3 separate regions of the Mus musculus genome follow, and regions 1 and 2 are each linked to region 3. Evidence: chromatin contacts called from public HiChIP or PLAC-seq data. All regions are on one chromosome and are shown on one strand. Each heading gives the region's core, a stretch centred on a gene start, on an enhancer-like site or on the middle of the called end of the contact. The rest is flanking DNA. Distances are from core to core; before and after follow the strand shown.

What was found. HiChIP or PLAC-seq counts read pairs in DNA pulled down with a chosen protein or histone mark.
Region 1: a contact with region 3 is called in an HNF4G HiChIP or PLAC-seq map of pancreatic cancer cells. The contact joins two enhancer-like sites. A contact is called at or near these places in 1 of 15 datasets of contacts at CTCF or cohesin (the NIH/3T3 cell line) and 1 of 115 datasets of contacts at active chromatin or transcription factors (pancreatic cancer cells).
Region 2: an H3K4me3 HiChIP or PLAC-seq map of bone marrow-derived macrophages shows a contact between it and region 3, with 4 times the contacts expected there. The contact joins the promoter of Mfng here to the enhancer-like site in region 3. A contact is called at or near these places in 2 of 39 promoter capture datasets (frontonasal cranial neural crest and hippocampal neurons), 2 of 484 Hi-C or Micro-C datasets (B cells and the N1E-115 cell line), 5 of 115 datasets of contacts at active chromatin or transcription factors (bone marrow-derived macrophages, epiblast stem cells, large pre-B cells and 2 more) and 4 of 9 other capture datasets (adipose tissue, embryonic stem cells, liver and 1 more).

The regions. Positions count from the first base shown.
Region 1 is chr15:78,077,458-78,081,872 of GRCm38.p6, reverse strand. The region is part of intron 1 of Cacng2 (calcium channel, voltage-dependent, gamma subunit 2); the gene reads left to right. Among named protein-coding and RNA genes, the nearest start is that of A730060N03Rik, 39 kb to the left of the region's middle. Within about 2 kb of position 2,517, at least 32 of the 459 cell types and tissues checked have an H3K27ac peak or open chromatin away from gene starts, as enhancers often do. A contact at or near this core is called in pancreatic cancer cells, where this site is marked.
Region 2 is chr15:78,770,861-78,775,136 of GRCm38.p6, reverse strand. It overlaps Mfng (MFNG O-fucosylpeptide 3-beta-N-acetylglucosaminyltransferase), which reads left to right and starts at 1,692. Exons shown (of 8, transcript NM_008595.2): 1 at 1,692-2,119. The coding sequence starts at 1,865. It overlaps Card10 (caspase recruitment domain family, member 10), which reads left to right. Exons shown (of 21, transcript NM_130859.2): 21 at 1.
Region 3 is chr15:78,445,413-78,449,777 of GRCm38.p6, reverse strand. Tmprss6 (transmembrane serine protease 6) reads left to right here. Exons shown (of 18, transcript NM_027902.2): 11 at 2,970-3,115; 12 at 3,476-3,574. Among named protein-coding and RNA genes, the nearest start is that of Kctd17, 19 kb to the right of the region's middle. Within about 2 kb of position 1,372, at least 228 of the 459 cell types and tissues checked have an H3K27ac peak or open chromatin away from gene starts, as enhancers often do. A contact at or near this core is called in B cells, the N1E-115 cell line, adipose tissue and 7 more, where this site is marked.

The DNA.
Region 1 (4,415 bases), core at 1,268-3,767, 370 kb after region 3:
GGTGGCTCTTTCCCCGAAGTACCCCTTGGCATGTACCAAAGGCCATTCAGCTTAGGAGATCTGGCATCATCTTGGTTCGCAGAGCAGTGTGGTCTAATTGTCAGGTTGGTCGGGGGAAAGGCACCTGCCTATCCACACTGCGTCCACCGAGCACGCTGCCCATGGCAAATGCTGGCACCTGACAGGATGGGTAGGACTCCCATCTCACAGGGCTTTTTTGCTCCTAGTGAAGCAAGGGGATAGAATCCTGGAGACAGGAACCTGTGGTCTCTGTGTGTTCCAGCTTTTTCTTTTTCCCTTTCAATGGTAATTGTTTTTAGCAATGCATTACGGAGCCTCAGGATCAGCTCAGCCACTCTCGTTCGCCTCCCTAGATGGCACAGAGCCCTGGGGACACAGAGCTAAGTACATCAAGGTCCAGTAAAACAGAAATGCATAACTGGTGCCCTAGGGAGAACAGAAAGCTTAGGACTTATCTGGGTTTGAATTCAAGCTCTCTAGGCATGGGGATTGTCTGCGAAGGACTCATCCCAGTGCCCAAAACACAGACACACAATCATTTTCTACACGCTGCTGACTGGGGTAAGTGCCAGGCACTGGGGTCCCAGACCTGAGGGTGCCCACCTCTGGTACCCAGGAGAGAGGGCATCCTGAAGGAGGAAGAGATAATCATCCCGGCACATTTAGAGAATGATCTGAGTGTGTGAGGTATGAGCCAGGGAAGAGAACAAGAGTTGGGGACAGGGAGTGACTGATGAGAGAATGGGTATATGAATGAGGCCCAGCCTCACCAATAACTCCATTATTCCCATTCTCCAGATGAAGAAATGGAGGCTTAGACAAGTTGAGCATCTTGCCAAGATCCCAAAGGATCAGGGTAGAAACTCGGCTTGTATTCAGTGTGTGCCGAGGCTCATCAGGCTGCCTGACCTTCAGCCTCACTGCCTGACCGTCAGCCTCAGGGAAGGCAGGACCATGTGGCAGGGCCAGGTCCCCTTACAGCCTTGGGACTGTTATCCTCAGGTGTCTCTTTCATGTGCTGACCACTACATAGAGCCAACTATGAATCTCTGCCTTCTACCTGGGATGCCATCGTCGGTGACATAGCATGCCTATGATCAGGCACGAGAGAGGAAGAGGGATGCCCTCCACAACATTTGTTCACGGGGATGGAGTAGTACCCTCAGGCCCTGGAAGCCCACAGTGCCTCCTCCTAAGACCTTTGAAGAAGGCTCAGTGATCAGCCCCAGTCACAGGCAAGATAGCATACCCAAGGATGGCTGATGTGTTCCCAAGCACTCTGATCAGATGGGGCAGAGCTGGGCAGCTGGTTCCACCCCTCCCCCTCTTTGGCAGAAGAATGGGTAATAGGCCTCCACCTCAAATCTGCCCTGAGAACCCGGTGTTAGCCTGAAGAAGAGATAGGAGAGCTACATCAATAAAGCCTCCAGAACCACATGGACGTCTATCCCTGGCCCGTGCCATTTCCTGGCCCTGATGGAGGACCAGAGAAGACCTGACTTCTGCCCTCTTTCAAGCATTAGGGAGGTCACTTCACAGTAACGAGGACAGCAGTATAGGAACGTATAGCTCATATGCCTGGAGCACACATCCAAGCATGAGCACACACACCCACAAGCATCAAAGGCAGCAGTCACCATGTTTCTTTATCAGAGGCTCAGCAAGCACCATGCTCTGCGCCAGGCACCCAGAGTCCATCCCATTCGATCCCCCTGATGATCCTGGGTTCAACATTGCTTTTGTGTTTCCCAGATGGGGAAACTGAAGCCAGAGAAAGCGAGTCACTTTACTCAACTTCCTAAGAAGTCGGACTTAACAGCAATTAAGAGCTTATACTGTTCCCTCAGAGGACCCAAAACCGATTCTCAGCATCCATATGGAGTGGTTCATAACCACCTATATCTCCAGCTCCAGAAGGCCCAACTGGCCCTCTTCTGGATGCTGTAGCTACCTGCCCTCTCACACGCACATTCACATGCACATTCACACACACACACACACACACACACACACACACACATACACACACACACACACACATACACACACACACACATACATACACACACACATACACACACACACACATATACACACACACACATACACACACACACATACACACACACACACACACACACACACACACACACACACACACACTGTCCTCTCTCACCTAGCCAGAGAGGGACCCAGGCTGGCAGAGAAAGGAGGCCACTGAGCTGAAAGTAGCAACATCTCTGCTCGTGTAGGGACTCAGCTCCATGTACTCAATTCCACCCAAATCACACTGGCAAGAGTTCTGAGAGCAGCATGGAGTTTCCTTGTGATTTTCCAAGACAGAAAGTGAGAATGGGCTGGAAGGAACCCAGCAGTGGGAAGCATGGCTCGGAAGTGTGACAGATGTCACTGCGTGCCGCACCTCTCTCAGATGTGCTACCCATAGAAGCCTGGTCACAGGGCACCACCAGAGATGGCCTGCAGGCCAGGGTGCGGTGGGAACTTCCTGTTTGATTTGGAAGGGACTTCACCAAGTATTTGCCAAGTAGCCACTGCGTCGTGCCAATCCCTGCCACGAGCACTGGGAATAGGAGATGACTCAGGAGATCCCTGACCCGCAGGAGCTCACAGCCTGGTGAGGGACAATGACACAGAAACACGCAACTCTGTGCAGGAAAGCTAACTGCGTCTGGGTCCAGATAGAGGTGAGGTTAACCTGGGAGGCTGAAGCCTGTGCAGCGGGGAGATCAAGAGCAGGGGCATGATGGGAGTGTCCCTGCCTGTTCCCAGAGGAGGCTGGGCATTCAGACCAAGAGGGGAGGTACCAGGCCACTGGGCCACTGTCGTCCTGCAGTTCCACTGGCAGGGAGCCGAAGTGAGTGAGTCAGGCTCCTCTGGGGGCTGCTCACTCAGGCAGTCTATGGCAAGGCGAGCTGAGCTAGGGGCCTCCTCTGGGGGACAGCTGGGGAGGTACATGGACAAACAGGGTATCCCATCTGCTCCTGAGATCTGGCAGTTGGAATCAGCTGGCATTTGAGCCCAGATCTTCCTTACACCCAAAGCAAAGCCCTTCTCAGCACACCAGCCCCTCTGTGACATGGGGGTGGTCTAGGGACCACACCCACCCAGTCCACCCTGGATGCTTTATTGAATCTGCAGTGGTAGGGAGCTCTTGCGTGGTGGCCTTAATGTTGCCCTGGAGGTCTGTGGACAGGCCCATACCTGTGCCCACTGGGACACAGTAGTATGCCTAGACCGTACTTGAGATTTCCAGGGCCCGAGCTTCATGCCATTGTTCAGAGCGGGATGAATGTGCTTCCTCTTCCAGGGAGTCAGGTATCTGCTGGTGTGAATGGGAGACTGCCAGAGCCACACTCTCTAACTCCACCAAGTTAGAACTCAGGCTGCCTGCATCAACCTGCAGGGCCCTTCTCTCCTATCCCTGCTGCTCCCTGCCCCCTCCCCCACGTGGCATTCCAATGAGAACATGCTGTGGTACATACACACACACACACACACACACACACACACACACACACACACACCACTGCAAACTCCAGGAGAACAGAAAGGGTCTTGCTTTGATCGCTATGGGCACATGGTGCTTGAGCAAGGTCCTGGAAAGGAACATAAGGAAGGAGGAAGGAAGGAGGAAGAAAGGAAGGAAGGAAGGAAGGGAGGGAGGGAGGGAGGGAGGGAGGGAGGGAGGGAGGGAGGGAGGGAGGGAGGGAGGGAGGGAGGAAGGGAGGAAGGGAGGAAGGGAGGAAGGAAGGAAAAAAAAGACCCATGTGCCAGGCAAACTGGCATCTGCATCCTAGCACAAAGCCCAGACGCCAGAGCTGCTCTGTACACTGTCTGCACAGCTTCTGACCTTGATTTTCGTCTCCTGGAAACTGGGAGCAAAAGCAGCCACTTAGTGATTATTTTACAGATGCATCTCTCCATCTCTGAGGCCCGTAGTCCACCCCGCTGTGTGTGGCATTCCCTGTCCCTTCCAGTTCACACTGTTACAATCTGCCCTGACCTACGGATTTCAGGTCCCATCTTCCTCACATAAAGTTTTACCTTTTCACCACATGCTCAAGTTTACAGGCCAATTTTTTGTTCACCCCTGAAAACGTTCAAAGTTTTGTTCATAGCAGTTTTCAGAGTGATGTCTTAAGAGATTCTCACAAATCCCTCCACAGTACTAACGTAAAACCTTGTGCCAGTGGTGCAGGTGTGGTCTGCCCAGGGACTTCCCGTGCAGGGGTGAGGCATCCAGGAAGGACCTCTGCTTCCCATGCAGGGGTGAGGCAGAGAGGAGGGAGCATTGCTTCCCATGTAGGGGTGATGCAGAGAGGAGGGAGCTCTGCTTCCCATGCAGGGGTGAGGCATCCAGGAGGGAGCTCTGC
Region 2 (4,276 bases), core at 443-2,942, 330 kb before region 3:
AGTTGGTGACCTTATGCTTGCTTCCATGCCTGGCCTGGGGGCCCTGTCCCCTTTGTCCCCATCCCCATCCCCAGCGGATCCCACCTTTCAAGTCCCTGCCAGTTTGTTCAGTTTGTGGGGAGGGTCATATTTCCTTGGCTCCTCCCAGAGACGCCCGCCATCTGTGCTGGAGTCACCTTACCTGCCCCAGTGCCAGGTGGGGGGCCCTCAGCCCGGCCTTCCTCATCAACAGAGTGTCCTCTGCTCAGGTCACTTGAAGCCAGGAGGCCAGGAGTGGCTTAAGGAGCCTGGCAAATTGTGGGTGTGTGGCTGTCCCCAAGAGACAGCCCCCAGAGTGAGCATGGTTACCTCCGGGGGAGCAGTCTAGAGAGACAGACTGGAAGAGGTGTCCTTGGGCTTTGAGGTTAGAATTTCACTTACAAAAATGTTCACTGTGTGTGTGTGTGTGTGTGTGTGTGTGTGTGTGCGCGCGCGCATGCAATAGCAAGAGTGCACTGTGTATATAAGGTTCAGGAGCCGTTCTCCCTTTTTGTCATGTGGGTCCTGGGAATCAAACTCAGGCAGTCAGCGTGTCAGCAAGCTGCCTTTTCTGCTGAGCCCTCTCACCTCTCACCTGCCCCGAGATCCCTTTAAGGAATTTGCTATGGTGATGCACACCTGTCAGATGTGCATGCACACAACTTGCTGTGGCAACACACACAAGGCCAGGGAACAACTTGCTGGAGGGGGCATGTCCCTGGGAATTGAACTCAGGTCCATCCACAGGCTTGGTGGCAAGCACCTTCACCTGCTGAGCCATCTTGGAGTCCCTCACCATCATTTCGTAAATGATAGAGGTATCTTGTCGACAGCCATACAGCCAGGTTGTGGCCCTAGCTGGGATCTGAACCCAGCCCCAAGCCTAGGCTTTTCCTTGGTGGCACTGTTCTGAGGAGGTGAGCTGTGAAGGGGACAGGCTGAGGCTGACACCTCATTGTCCTAGTGCTCCAGGAGCCTTTAGCAGGCTTAGATCCATTCACAGCCACCAAGCACTTTCCTGTGCTTAATTAACATAATTAACAAGTATTGATCAAGTGCCCAGTATGTACCAGGTACCGTACTGGGTTCTGGATAGTCAACAAAAGAGAATACCCCCTGCCTCAGTAGTATCATAAGTAAGACAATAAATATGTAAAATACACCATACAGCAAGAAGTTAGAAGGGTCTAGGCTTGGGGGCTGGGAAGGAGGGCTGTTTAAAATGGGCAGGAAAAGCCTCATGGCAGAAATAATGTCTGTGTAAAGATTCAAAGAAAGCAAGAATCTAGGCAGCATGCTATGGTGGGCATGGCCCTGTGATAGATGTAGGCCTGATGCATGGTGGATGATGGGAAGGGCCAGCAGGAGGGAGAATGAGCCAGGACCTGAGGCTGGCTGGACAGGATCCTGGCTATTCTAGGAGCCAGAGAAAGGACTGTGAGGCATAGGAAGGCTGGAGTGGCTTCTTCCCACCTCGTGGAGGGTTTGGTGTGGCTGCAGCAGCTGGCAGGGCCCTGTGCCTCTTCCAGTGGGTGGCTCCCAGCAGCTGCCTCTGGGGCTTCCCAGGCCTAGCCCCGCCCCTCGGGCTGAGGCAGGGGCGGGGCCAGGAGCTAAGTGGCCCGGAGGGAGGGCTGAGGAGCAGGTGGCGGGCTGGTGGCCTCTGCCGGCTGGCAGGACGGTGGTGGCTCAGTCTCTGGGTCCAGAGACCCAGCTTCCTCCTTTCCCGTTGGTGTGTGCCCCCGATGCCTGCCAGACTTTTGCCTGTACCAGGGCCCCCTCCTGACCAGCCTCCCACCCCAGACTGATTGGGGAGTCGGGGGCTGAACTGTCTGGGGGCCTGCTACCAATGCACTGCCGACTTTTTCGGGGCATGGCGGGAGCCCTCTTTACCCTCCTGTGCGTGGGGCTCCTGTCTCTACGATACCACTCAAGTTTGTCCCAGAGGATGATACAGGGCGCGCTCAGGCTGAACCAACGGAACCCAGGACCCCTGGAGCTGCAGCTAGGCGACATCTTCATCGCAGTCAAGACTACCTGGGCCTTCCATCGCTCCCGCCTGGACCTGCTACTAGACACGTGGGTCTCCAGGATCAGGCAACAGGTGACAGGCGGGGGCTGCCTTGAAGTCTGAGAGAGCACTCCTGGCTGGGGGGCTCCCAGGGGTCTTCCTGGTGGTCTGGGGAAAAGCTGACCACCAGGGAGTGGTTCCTTCTGGGGTCTCTCCACTTCTTCCGTGCCCACCCCCATCCCCACTGCCACACTCCAGGGCCTCCTTAGACTCACAGGTCTATCTCTGTTGGGTTCCATGTGGCACCTCTGTCCTAGGCTCCTCTTGGGTCCCCCTCATCTCCTAGATTCTTGACCCTAACTTGCCTGAAGATTCTGGTGGGTGTTAAGGTGAAAACCCACCAGGACCGAGTAGCTGCGCACCTCAGCTCTGGGCATGGATGGGGCTGTGTGAGGCAGGGGTGTGATGTGGATGCTGGAGAGACATGGAGGTGGGGCCTGCTTGAGGGAGGCTTCCTCTCAGTTCCTGCCCTGCTGTGCTGCCCAGGGTGTGAGGGCCCTGTCTAGCTTCTCCGTTTCCTGTGCTGTGGTTGGGATGGGAGGCAGTGGGTGAGGTCGTGTGGGCTGGAGGTCAAGGTGAGGGGAGATCTGCCAAGGCATATGGAATGTGTGTGTGTGTGTGTGTGTGTATACCTGTGCTCATACACAGGGCTAGGCATGCTAAATACAGTAATAAGAAGGCATGAGAGTAATGAGTGTGTTTCCTGAAAGCAGAGTCTCTCTCCCCATACTCAAGACCCCATCAAGCAAAGCCAGGGATGGGTGTGGGTATGGGGGGCATTGGGGACCACGTCAGGGGAGGTAGCAGAACTCATGCACTTGTGCACACACACACTATGTCCCCATGGTGGCTGCTGGCTCTGTGAGCGGAAGTGACTGAGCCTTTGGTGGGGAGGCCAAGGAGAGGAGGTAGTTTAGTGAGGGAGAGGTGGGGGTACCTGAAAAGGATGCCCTCCCCCTCCCCGTTTCCTGGCATAATGTCCGGTACAGGCATGAGTTCTTCCCTGGTAGAGCTCCCTGTAGCCCCCAACCCCTCCCCCCCAGCCTCCCCCCTTCTTGTCTGGAGGAGACCGTGGTTCCTCCACGGAAGCCAGCAGGGCTGGCCCTCCGCACAGACCTTCCTGTTTATGAAGCTGCGTCTGTGTGTACCAGGGAGTAAAGCCTCACATGGTCCCTGGCGCTTTCCTGTCGTCTTGCTCACGGCGATGGTGCCCTTGCCCTGAAAGGAAGGGCTGGCCAGAGTCACCCAGGAGGCCTATGGGGCATAGCACAGAGGTACACCCTCTCCGCTTCTCAGCTGGGCCCCTTCTCTACCAGGTCTCAAGATCAGAGCTGCCAGGGTTACTGGGGTACGGCCGGTCCAGGGCCACCGGCTGCGAGGCTGGTGCCTAAATGTGTGTCCTAGGTTCTCCCAGCGGCCAATCAGGCACCCAGGTCCAAGGTGCCAGCTTCTCTAAGAGGCTACACCAGGAGGCTTAAGCTTGCTGACCACCTGCGTGGAAGGTTCTGCCTCCCCATCCTCAGTGAGGCAGGAGAGGTGTTGGATTCCCCAGCCAGAGCCAGGGAGAAGGTTCTGGAAGGATGGTCAGGTGCGGAATGGAGGTGGGAGACAGGGACGTCCATTCCTTATTCCTAGGCTCCTTTCTTCTCGTGACCTTGGCTACAGGCCCTCAGTTCCCACATTTGTACAGCACAAGTGTGTCTGGAAACAGCCCTAGCTGGTTAACTGTGGTCCTGGGTACCCGGCTGGTTAAAGGTGATGGGGTGACAGGTGGCCTCGGCTTAGTGCGCTGGGATGGACTCATGTATGGCCTTTGTGTGGCAGAGGGGGTGGGCGGGGTAGGCTGTTTTGTGTGTTTTGAGCTTGAAGGAGCCTTTCTCCCTCTAGTCCCCTCCTGGGTGGGGGTTGGGCAGGGGGAGATGGCCTCAACCCACTCTCCCCTTCACAGCAGCAGATGGTCCCTGGCCACTCCCCCGCTTACCCTAGCAGGCTGCCTTTCTCTTTTGTCTCCCAGCCTGTGAAGCTATAACTAACTATTGTCTGGGTCTTTTGCTTAAGTAAATCAAATATGCAGCCTGCTGCTGGTACCCAACCCCCTGTGCTCTCAGGAGCTAAAAACCGTGGGACTCCTGAGTCTGTCTCTACCCCAGACTTCAGCCTGGTCCCTGGTCCTTTCTCTAACTCTGCCCC
Region 3 (4,365 bases), core at 123-2,622:
AATTCTCTGAAGAATGTGTCCTGGAAAATCTGCTGTGTGGGTAGCAGGGGCCTGAGAGATGGAGGAAGGGAGAGGGAGACCAGGTCCTTTGGTCCAGCAATTGAGGAGTACAGGGAAAAGATGGCTGAACCCCTGTCCCCAGTGCCAGTCTAGAGACAAGGGACTCTTCTACTAGCTGGGCACCCTTGGTCCCTATCTTGTCTGTCCATTTTGTTTTCTCCTGGTTCTGCCTGCCATCCTGCTGTTCTGTTGTTCTGCTGTCCCCACAGGGTCCGCTTGCCCTTCAGTGGCCTGCAGGTGGTGGGGGTGGGGACGCGGGTCTTGTCCTTGTAAGATCTAGCTGCTGGATGCTGGGTTTCACAGAACCTCCTCACTGGGCGATACCGCAGCACTGGCTTCCCCCCTTCCAGGAACCTGCCCTCATTTCCTCTCATGTGATGTCACTCTCCTGTGACCTGCCTGACCCTTTCTGCTAACTTCCAGCCATGAGATAAGGCAGAACGACAGGCTCCAGAGGCCCCTGTAAGCCTGACTCTAAGTGGTCTTTCTGCTTCCCCAAGGCCCTGTGACTAGTGCCACTTGCAGCCACTCTGTATCAGGTCCCCCAAACCATTCTTCCAGGTTCTCTGAAATATCTGCAAGGAGGTGGGGTCAGGGGATGGCTTTCTCCTGACTATAGTTCGGCCACCACACTTACGGAGGCCTGAAGTTTGCCGAGGTCACAGAACTAACTCGTCTGGTGGCAAAGTTATATGGAGCCCGGCTCTGCAAAATGTCCTGTCCACCACAGAGCAGGCCACTGTCCCTCCCTCAGTGCTGTCTTTCTGCCCTCTGTCCTTCAGCTTGTCCATAGAAAGAGCCATGTTCACAGTGAGGCCTGACCCCTCCCACTCCTTTCTCTTATCCATGCTTCTGCCTATCCACCCAGCATCTCTCCAGCTCCTCTGTGGGAAGATGCTGATATGCCGGATTGACAGGCCTAGGAGAAAGATCCCCCTGCTAAACTCACAGGGTGGGGTGGGGTGGGGTAGCAAGGCAATCCATATGGTGCCCCGGTTCCTTCTGACTCCAGCACTTAGCTGCTGAGGTGAGAGGGCTAGGTGGACGGGAGGACCAGAGGGGCCAGAAACTCAGAGGGCCGCACCTGGGAACAGGGCTCCGAATGCCTGAATCTTACATTTGTTCTGGGATGCTCCCAGCTTCCCTGCCTGCTTCTTGGGACCCTTCCCTGGGATAGCAATGCATGATAGGTATAAGATTATCATAACCATAACACAAATTTATATATTTATAACAACGTCCTCAAGGAACAATCGGGTTCCTCTTAGCTTGAAAGGGACTGGCTTGCTCCAGGGCTCCCCCTAGTGGTGATCTCATTTGTCAAGGGCGGCTAGGCTCTGGCTCTCCCTCCCGTCTCCGGGCTTTTAACTTTCCTTGTCAGACTAACCCTTGCTCTTGCGGGTTAAGTGCCTGTGTCAGGAGTTAAATCTGATTAGTTCAGAAATGTATATTTCATCAGTTCCCTCTCAGTTTCTCACGGTAATCTGTGATCGGAAAATACTTAAGTGGAAAATTCCAGAAGTGAATCTGTTTCATTAGCTACCGCTCTCTTTAGAGCCCGATTTACAAAGAGAGATGTGTACAGGCAGAGCATAGCACAGGTAGTGTTCGCCACTGCGTGGGATTTCTGGTGTCCACGGGAGTCTAGGAATGCCTCCCATGCATAAAGGGAAAGTACTGCGATTTCTTTAAAATGCATTCTTTAAAGTAAATAACTTCTTCTTTTTTTTTTAAATCACATTTTCCAGATGCCCTGCCCACTTTCTGGGCCTGTCCTCTGAGGATAACAATCCAGGAATCCATCTTTTTTATCCACCAGGAACCCACATTTCCTTGGCTTGAAAAAGGGCGGGAGGCGGGGAAAGGGTGACGACAAGACCCAGGCTTGCCCCGCGCGCCCCCTGGTGGCGATCTTTTCTTTGACGAGCAGCTGGGCTGTTGGAACTCTGGGTGCTTGAAAAACAATTCCTTTTCAGGACCTCTTAATTTGCCTTGAAAATATGGGGCACGCCAACATCTAGTAACACAAATATCGACCCTTCAAATTATTTGCAGATTCTTTAATAACTGGCTTAATAGAGCAGGGCTGGCACCCTCACACACTCATCTGCCCTCAGTTACAGGGTTCCAGTCACCTATCTTGGAAATTCTGTTGTGTTGTTAGAAGGAGGGAAGGAGGGTCAAACAGGATTAGAGGGTCACTACAGAGGCGACTTTTAGTCTCTGGACTGCACTTTGAGAGCTACTCATGCAAGTAGATTACAGATGCCAGAGCCTAGCCAGGAACGTGAAGGTGAGGGTCAGGGGCTTGGGAAACTACGTTTCCAGAGCTTCTCCTGCCCTGAACTGAAGCGGGCAGGATTCTTGCTCCACTTTGCAGTTTCTCAATCATCTCTGTCCACGGGCTGAGTGAGCCTGCCAGGTTGCTCAGCGGGCCAACTGTGTTTTGTGTGGGGTGAGTCTACAGACAGTTGGCCAGCTGAGGTCCTCTGCCTCTGCAGACACACGGAACCTTTTTGTAGATGGAAGGCTGGCAGAAATGATTGTTTTCCTTGTGGAACAAAGAGGAAGAGTGAGACTCCTCAGAGGAGGCCCTTGACTAGCCAGATTCTCAGAGCCTATGGGTGACTGGGGCAAGAATCTGGATGGAATTTTATCCCACAGTCAATGGGGCGCCACTGCAGGTTTTTGAGCAGGAGAGTGACAGAAACAAACTCCTTTCTAGAAGATGTCTCTGGGGCTAAGCAGCCACCCAAAGGAGAAATGGAGATAGAGGGAGTGTGGGTGGGGCCCATTGTTTCTGACTGCCTGGTCCTTACCCTGGCTGTGCATAGGAACCTAGGTTGTTTCTCATTTTTTTTGGCTGGGAAACCAGTCTATGTGTCTAAGCCATCCCTGGTCACTCCTAGGCTGTGTGGCTTCCGTACCCTGCAGCCATATGCTGAGAGGATCCCCATGGTGGCCTCAGATGGTGTCACCATCAACTTCACCTCCCAGATCTCCCTCACAGGCCCGGGTGTGCAAGTGTACTACAGCTTGTACAACCAATCAGACCGTGAGTACAATTTGAGGTGTGTGTGTGTGTGTGTGTGTGTGCCCGTGCCCTGCCCCTGTGCTGTCCCCAGATGTGCACAAACATTTATGAGGCTAGGCCACAGTGAGAGTGCTATGTGTCTTCATACACATGTGTGCACATGGCACGTAGTTTTATGTGCTGGGTAGGCAGTCACATGTATCCCTTTGGGTGTGTGTTGTCTGGATGTAGCTCTGCATGGACCACAGACACCAGGCACTGGAGCAGGTGTATGGGCACCTAATTGTGTACATGTAAGGATACAGACGCACGTATTTCATGGCATGCATCCTAAGTGTGCTCTTCCGCTTCCATTTCCTACTGTCCCTCTCCTGTCCCCAGCCTGCCCTGGTGAGTTCCTCTGCTCTGTGAATGGACTGTGTGTCCCTGCGTGTGACGGGATCAAGGACTGCCCCAATGGCCTGGATGAGAGAAACTGTGGTGAGCAGCCTGACGCCTTCCCTCCTCTCTCCCTGCGCTGGACTAAGTCTACCTGACGTGTGCTTCCTCCTTGAGAACACCCAGGAGCCCACGGTTCTTGCACTGTGTCAGGATGGCAATGTGGAAAAGCAGCCTCCCCAGAGCCAGCCTACCCCCATAGCATCCCCCATTGAGGGAGTGTCTGGGACACACTGTGACCCTCAGCTGAGGTTACACCCTTTATCATAAGCAAATGTGCCAGCTGTCTGTCCTGGCCCATATTCTGAAAAAAAATAACCAGGAGGGGGAGGGCAGAGCCAAGCAGGGATGGCGGCTGGGCTGAGACTCTCAGGAGCTGGGGTCCAGGGTAGGTAGGAATCCTGTATCTTGTATCTCTCTCCTTAAATGGGGTGGGGCCCTTATCCCTCCAGCCTGAGGCAGGAACTGGTCCCCAGACTAGGGTTCTCAGGAAGAATTCTGAGCAAATGCTGGCTTCTGACCCCTAGAGTCACCATTCAGGACCAGAGAGAGTCAAGGTACCTGGGCAGCGATGCTCCATGCCTCCCTTGTCCATTCTCAGTTTGAGGAGAGAATCAGGGGAAGAGATTTCATATTTGACCCTGAACCTCTAATGACCTCAGGCCCATCAGTCACATCTGTTCCCATCAATGAAATGGGCCTTTCCAGGATGGCTGTGAGACGGGTGTGCAGAACTGAGAGTGTATGATGGTGGGCACATGATGCAGGGAGTATCCGATGCCATTGCAAAGCCCCAGCCTGGTTCCCCCCCCCCCAGCCCCTCCAACCATCAC